Regions from separate parts of the Capsicum annuum genome. Here region 2 is linked to region 1. Evidence: chromatin contacts called from public Hi-C data. All regions are on one chromosome and are shown on one strand. Each heading gives the region's core, a stretch centred on a gene start, on an enhancer-like site or on the middle of the called end of the contact. The rest is flanking DNA. Distances are from core to core; before and after follow the strand shown.

Region 1 (3,999 bases), core at 526-3,025:
ATTTTGTTGTATCTTGTAATTAATTGATATTATAGCAGGATGCAACGTTTTATCACTAGGAGTGTTATTTAAGGAAAATTTTATTCCCTTTTTTGGCTAGCCATTCACAAAAGACTTTGTCAGTAATTATTGAAAGAAATCGCATGTAAACTTTTCAAAGAGAAAAGCCCAAATGTTTTTCCGTCGCTTGGACCAGACATTATTTTTAGTTGTAATTCTTCTGCTGAAAATCAGAAAGAAAATTGTGACAGAAAGACGTGGAATTAGATGGTGGTCATAGGCCGCTGAGAAGAGAATATGATGCCGGGTCGGATTGATTTTGCGGTGTGAAAAAGAACCTTTATTGGTTTTAAATGATTTTGTTTTTCTTTTATTTTAGTAAATATATGAATCTCAGGCATCGGTTGATCTTGTTGGTAATTTATTTTCTTTTTATCACTATTACTACTGCTTCAGTTAAGGATATGCTTCTAATGGACAGACGAATTTCATTGTTGTCCATCATCATACACTTTTGAGGAAAGAGTTAGATTTATTGTTTAGTGATGGACATGAATTTATTTATTGTCTTTATTCTTTTGGTTAACTTGCATCTTAATTGCTTTAAGTATTTAGTCTCATATATATTGAATATATGTGACAATCATGTAACAAATGCATCACTTTTTATAATTTAACGATTAATCAAAGATATATATACACAAGTCTTATTAATAATTGAGACATTAGTTTTGTATCAAGTATTTTGGGACATTTATTTTATATCAAGCATGAATCAACGCATTAATTATATATCAAGTATTTTGAAATAAACATGCAATGCATTTTCATGTTCATTATCATATAAAGTGTGAAGGATTATAAAAATATTGTTTGAACTTTTTGTCTTTGTGAAGGACCTTAGAAATATTATTTGAACCTTTTGTCTTTTACTAAAAGTCTTTGTTTTAAATAAAATTATTTTTTCACTATTTTATTAATATTTAACAATTAAAATTAATTAAATATTTATAGTAAAACCTTTTCTTATTAGAAGTCATATGAATTAATGACAATTAATATATTTTTTATTAGTTTAAGAATTAAATCTAGAAATAAATATGAAAACGTTAGAATAAGAAAAATATAAAAATATCAAATTTTTAAAAGTTTTAAATAAGTAATCAAAGATTTTCTAAAGATTTAACTTTAAAAATAAGGAAAGATTTTAAATATAGAAAAAATAAAAAAAATAACTGTAATACAAATATGATTTAAATCGATGCGTTTCTCTTAGTTTCTAGCAATAAATAAAAGAGGTACTGCTTGACAAACGCAAAAGTGATGATTTATTAACCACTTGAAACTTTTGGTGGTAAAATATATATATGCTTAGAATAAAATATATGTTATATTTACATTATTATATTAACGTATGAAGGATTTTTGAAAAGTGATTTGAATTTTTTGCACTTCACTAAAAACTTTTTGCAATAAATAAAATCATCTAATTTTAAATAATCAAAGGTTATACGGGCGAGGCTGGTGCATTTAACTAGTTATACTAAAAATAAATGTTCAACATTATTTGTGTAGTTTGAAAAATTAATGGATAATTTATTATTTTGCGTATGTTTATCTCTGTTGTTAAATACTATTCATTATTTTAATATAATTTTTAAAATACTAAATTTATTATATTCATAGTATGATAAAATAAAATTACTCCTTATTTATTTTGTGGGTAAATAAAGATTTTATTTACCAAGTAATCATTACAAATATAGTATTCTGGCATCATTTGGACAACCTCAAATGTGCCTATCCTTACCTAGTACATTCAGTATCATGGATAGAAATTTCAAAGAATCATTAATAATTTTAGTTTAGTAATATACTACCTATCTAATTAAATGGGAGTACAACTCAAATATGAAAATACATTCCTATAGAATTTTATTTATAATTTCTATTTGGACAAGGACTAACTACCAAATGCTAACTATCTGACTTCGTATGAACTTTCAATTACTACTATATTTTCCCCAACAAATATGAACACAATTTATCAAATTACAGTTTATTTTTATAATAATTGGAGATGAAAAAAGAAAAGAAAAAGAAATGGCTCATTATTTTGATTCTTCTTCTTCTTCTTTAGTTCCTCCTTTGATAGTTAAAGCCAGTAAAGTTGACCTTGAAGCTGGAAACGTTGACCAAATTCAGTGTCGAATTTGCCTTGAAAGTCATGGTGAGTTTTTTGATTATCATATTACTCAATCCGTTCCAATTTATGTGTGTTATTGTGGTTCTGTTTGTGATTTTTAAGTGTTAAGTAAGATGCTTTGGGGTGAAATGGATGTTTAAATATATTGTGAGTAAGTGTTTTTGTTGGTGAATTGTATGTCTTTCAAATATGGTTTCACTTCTTTTTTATAATGGTGATGTCTGGGCTAACTTGTACTCTGTTGGAGTTCCACATAGTTCACGGGATAGAAATTTTGTCTTTATATGGTTTTGATAATCTTCACCTCGAGCTAGCTTTTGGATATGAGTTAAGCTCAAGATTCATTTATTTTTTATGGTATTAGAGTCGTGCCCATCCCAATGTAAATTCATTGTTTTTTATGTTGGACCTCTATCTTATTGTCCAAGCCCCAAATATCCCTTCTTGAGTGTGAGAGGGGTGTTGGAGTCCCAAGGGATGGTTTTTTTTCCCCTATTCCTGTTTAAAGCCAAAATATTTTAGTCCTAAGTGAAGTTCTAAGTTGCGTAGACTCTTCACTTTCGATGCCACTCCAATGTTGGATTCTCCAAAATACATTACTTTTGGAGAATCCTACATGCACCTGCTGACATTTTTGAAGAGTCCGAACAACATAGGTGACATTTCTGCATTACGGAGGTGACTGAACTAAATGAAAATTTACATGTGGGACGCAGTGGTAAGAATCTGGATTTTCACTATGGGGATTCAAAATATAAAAAGGAAAACACAAGAAAAATCCAAGGGATTCAATAGCTACTGTAGGCACATAAAAAGTAATTTGACCTTGTATATACCATGTAATTTTTTGATGGCATTTGGGTGAACCTCCTGGCGTGCCCCTAGCTCTGCCTCCAGTTGGGAGAGAGTTGAAGTACTAGTGTTTGGTTTGTTGTGGTATTCTCAGTTTTAATTGCAGATGGTTGGTTGCATTGTCTAACATATCACATAGCTTTTATTCTAGTATTTGAAATCGTTTAGATCGATCTCCACATATATTCACATTATCAGACTTGATATCAAGTCTGGTTAAAGGAGGAAGGTTGAAGTAGGTCGAGGTTCATAAGAAGTTAGTCGAATTATGATAAAAGTAAACCGTACCTAATTTGGGTTATGTATATGGAAAGCAAGCATAACAGATTTACGATTGAGGAATAGTTAACTGATTGATTTGAATCATCGAACTCAAATAACAAGGAAGAAAGAACATTTTGACAAAGAGGAGTTGTTAACTTGTTACTATATTCTATTGAGTGCTTCTTGTTGAATTCTTCCTTGGTTATTTGTATTCATATAACGTCTTTTAGTGAATGATCATTTTCGAGCTTTTCCTTGTTTATTATGTTCAGAGCATATTAGTGTTATTTTGGTTAATGAACTTATTGATGCATGAGAACCATACTTACAGTTATTTTAACTTTTCTTTCTTAGGTAGGGACTTTATTGCACCTTGTAAATGCAGGGGTACATCAAAGTATGTTCACCGAGAATGCCTTGATCAGTGGCGTGCTGTTAAGGTATGTTTTCAGATCGTTTGTTCCGCAGAAGCTTTAGCCTTATTAGCTTTAAGCTTTGGTAACTTATTGACTTATGTTGCTCGGGCTCTTCAAAAATGCCATCGGTTATATTGTTGATCCTGTGAAAGTGCTGCATTATTTATGATCCGACACTGGCGCGGCAACCTTTCTTGTAGAGTACGAGGAACATCACCTGAGACTTATTAGACACGCATTGATGCTTTAAAAATATGATCA
Region 2 (3,999 bases), core at 869-3,368, 280 kb after region 1:
TTCCTTTTAAAAGTGATCAATGCAATGAACATATTTTTATATTCATTTTCTCAATCACATTAGGGGCATGGTATATATCCAAAACCAATTCCAATTTCCGATAACTATTCCATGTAATCCAATCATCCAAAACCATCATTAATGCATAGAAAAGCATAATTAAAATCATGGAAAACCATAACCAACCATTTATAACAAAAAACCCCAAATCATATTTGAAAACCAAAAGCATACAATGATGAAATCATAAAAACCAATAATGAAAACCATGCCTTTAATTTGAACTAATAATGAGGGAAGAGAACATGCCTTCTACTGAAGAATTGATGGAAAGATATCACCAAAGCAAGCCCCAAATTAGTTCTCAAGATGAAACCCTAGCTTTCTTGCCTAAAAAATTCTTGAGAGAATTCTGAAGTGTTTAGGAATAGTTTCTAAGTGTTAAATAGTAAAATAATAGGGTAAATACTCTCCCAAATAGATTAGAAGTTGTGGGGTCCTATTAGGGTAAGTAGAGAAATGTCCAGAATACCCTTACTTAAATTGCACAAAACTCCGTCATAGGGATACGGCTGACCCTTACGAGTCGTACCCTTCCTATACGAGTGGTACCCGCCACTCGTACTAACCTCTACCCTTACACCTAACACTGTCCAGTATACGACTCATCCAACCAAGTGTATCCACAGCATACAATTCGTACCTCCTATTTGTATCCCTGGCAGAATAGGATACCAAGAGGATTGAACACTGTCTCCCATACGAGTGCAAGATACGACTCATATCCAACCATACGACTCATATCCCCTAAGTCGTATCCATTCCAATAACTCATCCAATCTCATCGACCAACAGTGGCCAGTATACGATAGGACCATACCACTCGTACTCCAACATACGGCTCGTACCTATGAGTCATATTGGGACCGGAGAACAAAATTTCAGGAAAAATACTAAGGGCCAAAACCCAGAATGTAACAATATAGTTCTCACAAAAGACACCCAAAAGTCAAAATTTTAGTTTTTCAAAAAGTGAAATAATTTAAGGGGGTGCTTGGAGGGATTTTATTAAGTGACTTATAAGGTAGAAGCTAAAAGTCAAAAACTGATAGCAACTAATTTTTACCTTTTGACTTTTTTACACTTTTTAAGTCAAAGTAAAGTAATTTAAAGTGACTTTTTTTAATGGAAAATGTACAAATACAGTTCCGAACTTTGATAAATACACATATGCCCTCCATCATATTTTGGGTACAAATATACCCCTGTTGTCAATGATTGGGTACATATATACCCTTCTCACTGACGGAGTGTCACATGTCACAATCTTAATCATTTATCAATTTTAATTTATCTTAGCCCAAATAACCCACTACCCGATCCATTATTTGACCCAATTTCATGAAATATTCAAGAATCGGGTCTGTTGCTCAATACAGCAAACAGACGCGCCTCTTATTTGTCTTTTACAACAAGTTATTTGCTTAAAAGACACTTGACATACATTAAAAGTACCAAAAATATGCAAGCATACCAGCTTCAACTCTTTCGAGAATCATGTATCCATCTTCGGCCAATGTCACAATTACAAATTTGACGTTCGGTAACTTTAGAAGTACAAAAACAAGAGCATCTAGGACTGAAGGGTTCCCTGTCCATGCCTGGGAGACGATACATCTTTTGTCAAATTTGCCAAGTACAACAGAGGGAGGACGGGACTCCATCATCGAATTAAAATTGCAAAAATAGCAAATATCAGTCCCAACGGATGCGTCTGTTTGTTGTGTTGAGCAATGGATCCAACTCTTGAATATCTATGAAATCGGGTCAAATAATGGATTGGATATCGGGTATATTTGCGATAAAATAAATAAAAATTGGTAATGGTTAAGATTGTGATACATGGCACTCTGAAAAACATATATATATATATATACTCAGTCATTAACGACAAAGATATTTATACCCATATATATATTATTTATCAAAGTTTGAAAATATATTTATACTTCTCTATTTTTAAACTCTTTATCATACAACTTCAAAACTAAAAATATGCTTAAAAATTTTACACGCTTAAAATTTTTATACATTTAAAAATAAGTCAATTGAAAGAGCGAACTCTTATAAGCGGTGGTAGTTAGAGAAGAGTAACTCGATGGGTAGGAGGAGTGCGACTTTGAATTGGTCTTTGCGGCCCACTATAAACAAATAATAGAGTATATATCTACCTTATCTTGAATCTTGATGGGTTCTCAGATTCTCAAAATCTCACCGTTTACTCTGATTTTCAGCTCCACCTCATTGTTGAGATTCCATGCCAAAAGGAATTGTGGCCAATTCAGGCATTTAGGTTTTGTTTGTTCAAGTAAGAGAAGGTTCAGAGGTGGGATTATTGCGATGGCTACACCAGGCTCCGTTCACAAGTCAGAGGAGGAGTGGCGTGCAATTCTCTCCCCTGAGCAGTTCCGTATTCTAAGACAGAAAGGAACCGAGTATGCTCTTTTTTCTTAGCAAGTTTTTGTGGTCTTACTGATTCTTATTATTAGAACTTACAGGTGCTTGCTATGTACAATAAGCTAATACATGCATGTCATGTATTTGAATTTAGAGTTTATGTTACTTAATCATAATTAATTAATATATATTTTACTTAATTTAATTATTTAACCATGCTAAAGAACATTAGTTTGATGTATACACCCAATGCGTGTAAGTATTTACCTCCCTAATTTGCATGCTGAATTTTTTATTTTTTTTTGAAATTGCTAGAGACCTTGATGAACTTCTGGAGTTTTTAACTCCACTCAGTATTTCCTATAACTTCCCCTGAACTATTTGAAACTTGGTTCTAATATTTGTGTAAAGTCGGTGAGGAAGTTTGTAACTTGACCAAGTTTATTGAAGGATAGGATGCAAGTTTATAAAGTTACTTCCTGAATTCACCCAATCTCCTCTGATCAAATGAAAAGAAATCTTGGAAATGTCAGCATTTTAATGACACTTGCCATAAGTAATTGTTTTTTAATCTTGATTATAAAAATCAAATTTCTTTGGAATCAAAACTCGTCGTGAGGATCATCTTTATCCGAAGAGCACTAGATGGATCTTGTGTATAATAGGAGTAACATAATCAATTACAGAAGATTCTTCATACAATGTTTTCTTTCGCTGGAGATTGTTGCGTCCCTATCTCTTTCCTTAAAGTGTGTGTGGGTAGAGGCGCGGGGGGGGGGGGGGGGGGGGGTGCATGCTGCACTTCAATGTTGCTTACCAGACTGGTCTTAACTCCCTCCGAACAAGCATTGAGGAGAATTTGTTCACTGCTTTGGCGTGAGGTTTAAGAAAATCTGGTGATGCTTAACATATTTATACCCTTGAAGTGAACACTGTTACATACTCTGGAGATTGCCAATGTCTATACTTCAGCATTTAGCAACAAACTATGCACAAGGACATAATAAATCCTAGTTATAGAAGGCTGGTTACCTAAGTTTGTTATATTTAAGTATGATTTGTAACATTTAAGTATGCATGTTATATTAGGTTATCAAAATAAAAAATTTATGCATGTTATATTATTGTTTTGCTGCCACCTATAAACCGAAAGAGCCAGGCTTCCCAGCCACTATGCAAGAAGCAAATTGCGAATAATAAATCAACACGAGGATTTTTACGTGGAAAATTCCTTGCTCAAGAGAGAAAAATACCACCACCTATCTCCAGTAGGATTTCCCCAAACTCTCCACTTTAACTTGAGCAATTTCAAGGTTACAACTCTTTGTACACCTAAGGAAGTGACTCCAATAGAACCTTCTCAAATTTTAGTACCTTCTCCAACTCAAAGACTACGTTGTCTATGAAGTCCCTTTACAATTCAAAACCAAGGCATGATACAAGTCACTATGAAAGTAATAAGTGTACAGTTAGGAACCACAAGAATTAGTGGCGGAGCCAGACTTTTGGTTAAGGGTGTTCATATTTTTCCTTGGGCAAAGA

The links. A called contact is a pair of places that touch in the nucleus more often than the background predicts.
Region 2: a contact with region 1 is called in a Hi-C map of leaf, with 2.1 times the contacts expected there. The contact joins the promoter of LOC107871036 here to the promoter of LOC107871034 in region 1. A contact is called at or near these places in 2 of 5 Hi-C or Micro-C datasets (leaf and placenta).

The regions. Positions count from the first base shown.
Region 1 is chr5:188,780,482-188,784,480 of UCD10Xv1.1, forward strand. It overlaps LOC107871034, which reads left to right and starts at 1,776. Exons shown (of 7, transcript XM_016717826.2): 1 at 1,776-2,230; 2 at 3,677-3,762. The coding sequence starts at 2,104.
Region 2 is chr5:189,056,173-189,060,171 of UCD10Xv1.1, forward strand. LOC107871036 (peptide methionine sulfoxide reductase B5) reads left to right here and starts at 2,119. Exons shown (of 3, transcript XM_016717828.2): 1 at 2,119-2,495. The coding sequence starts at 2,248.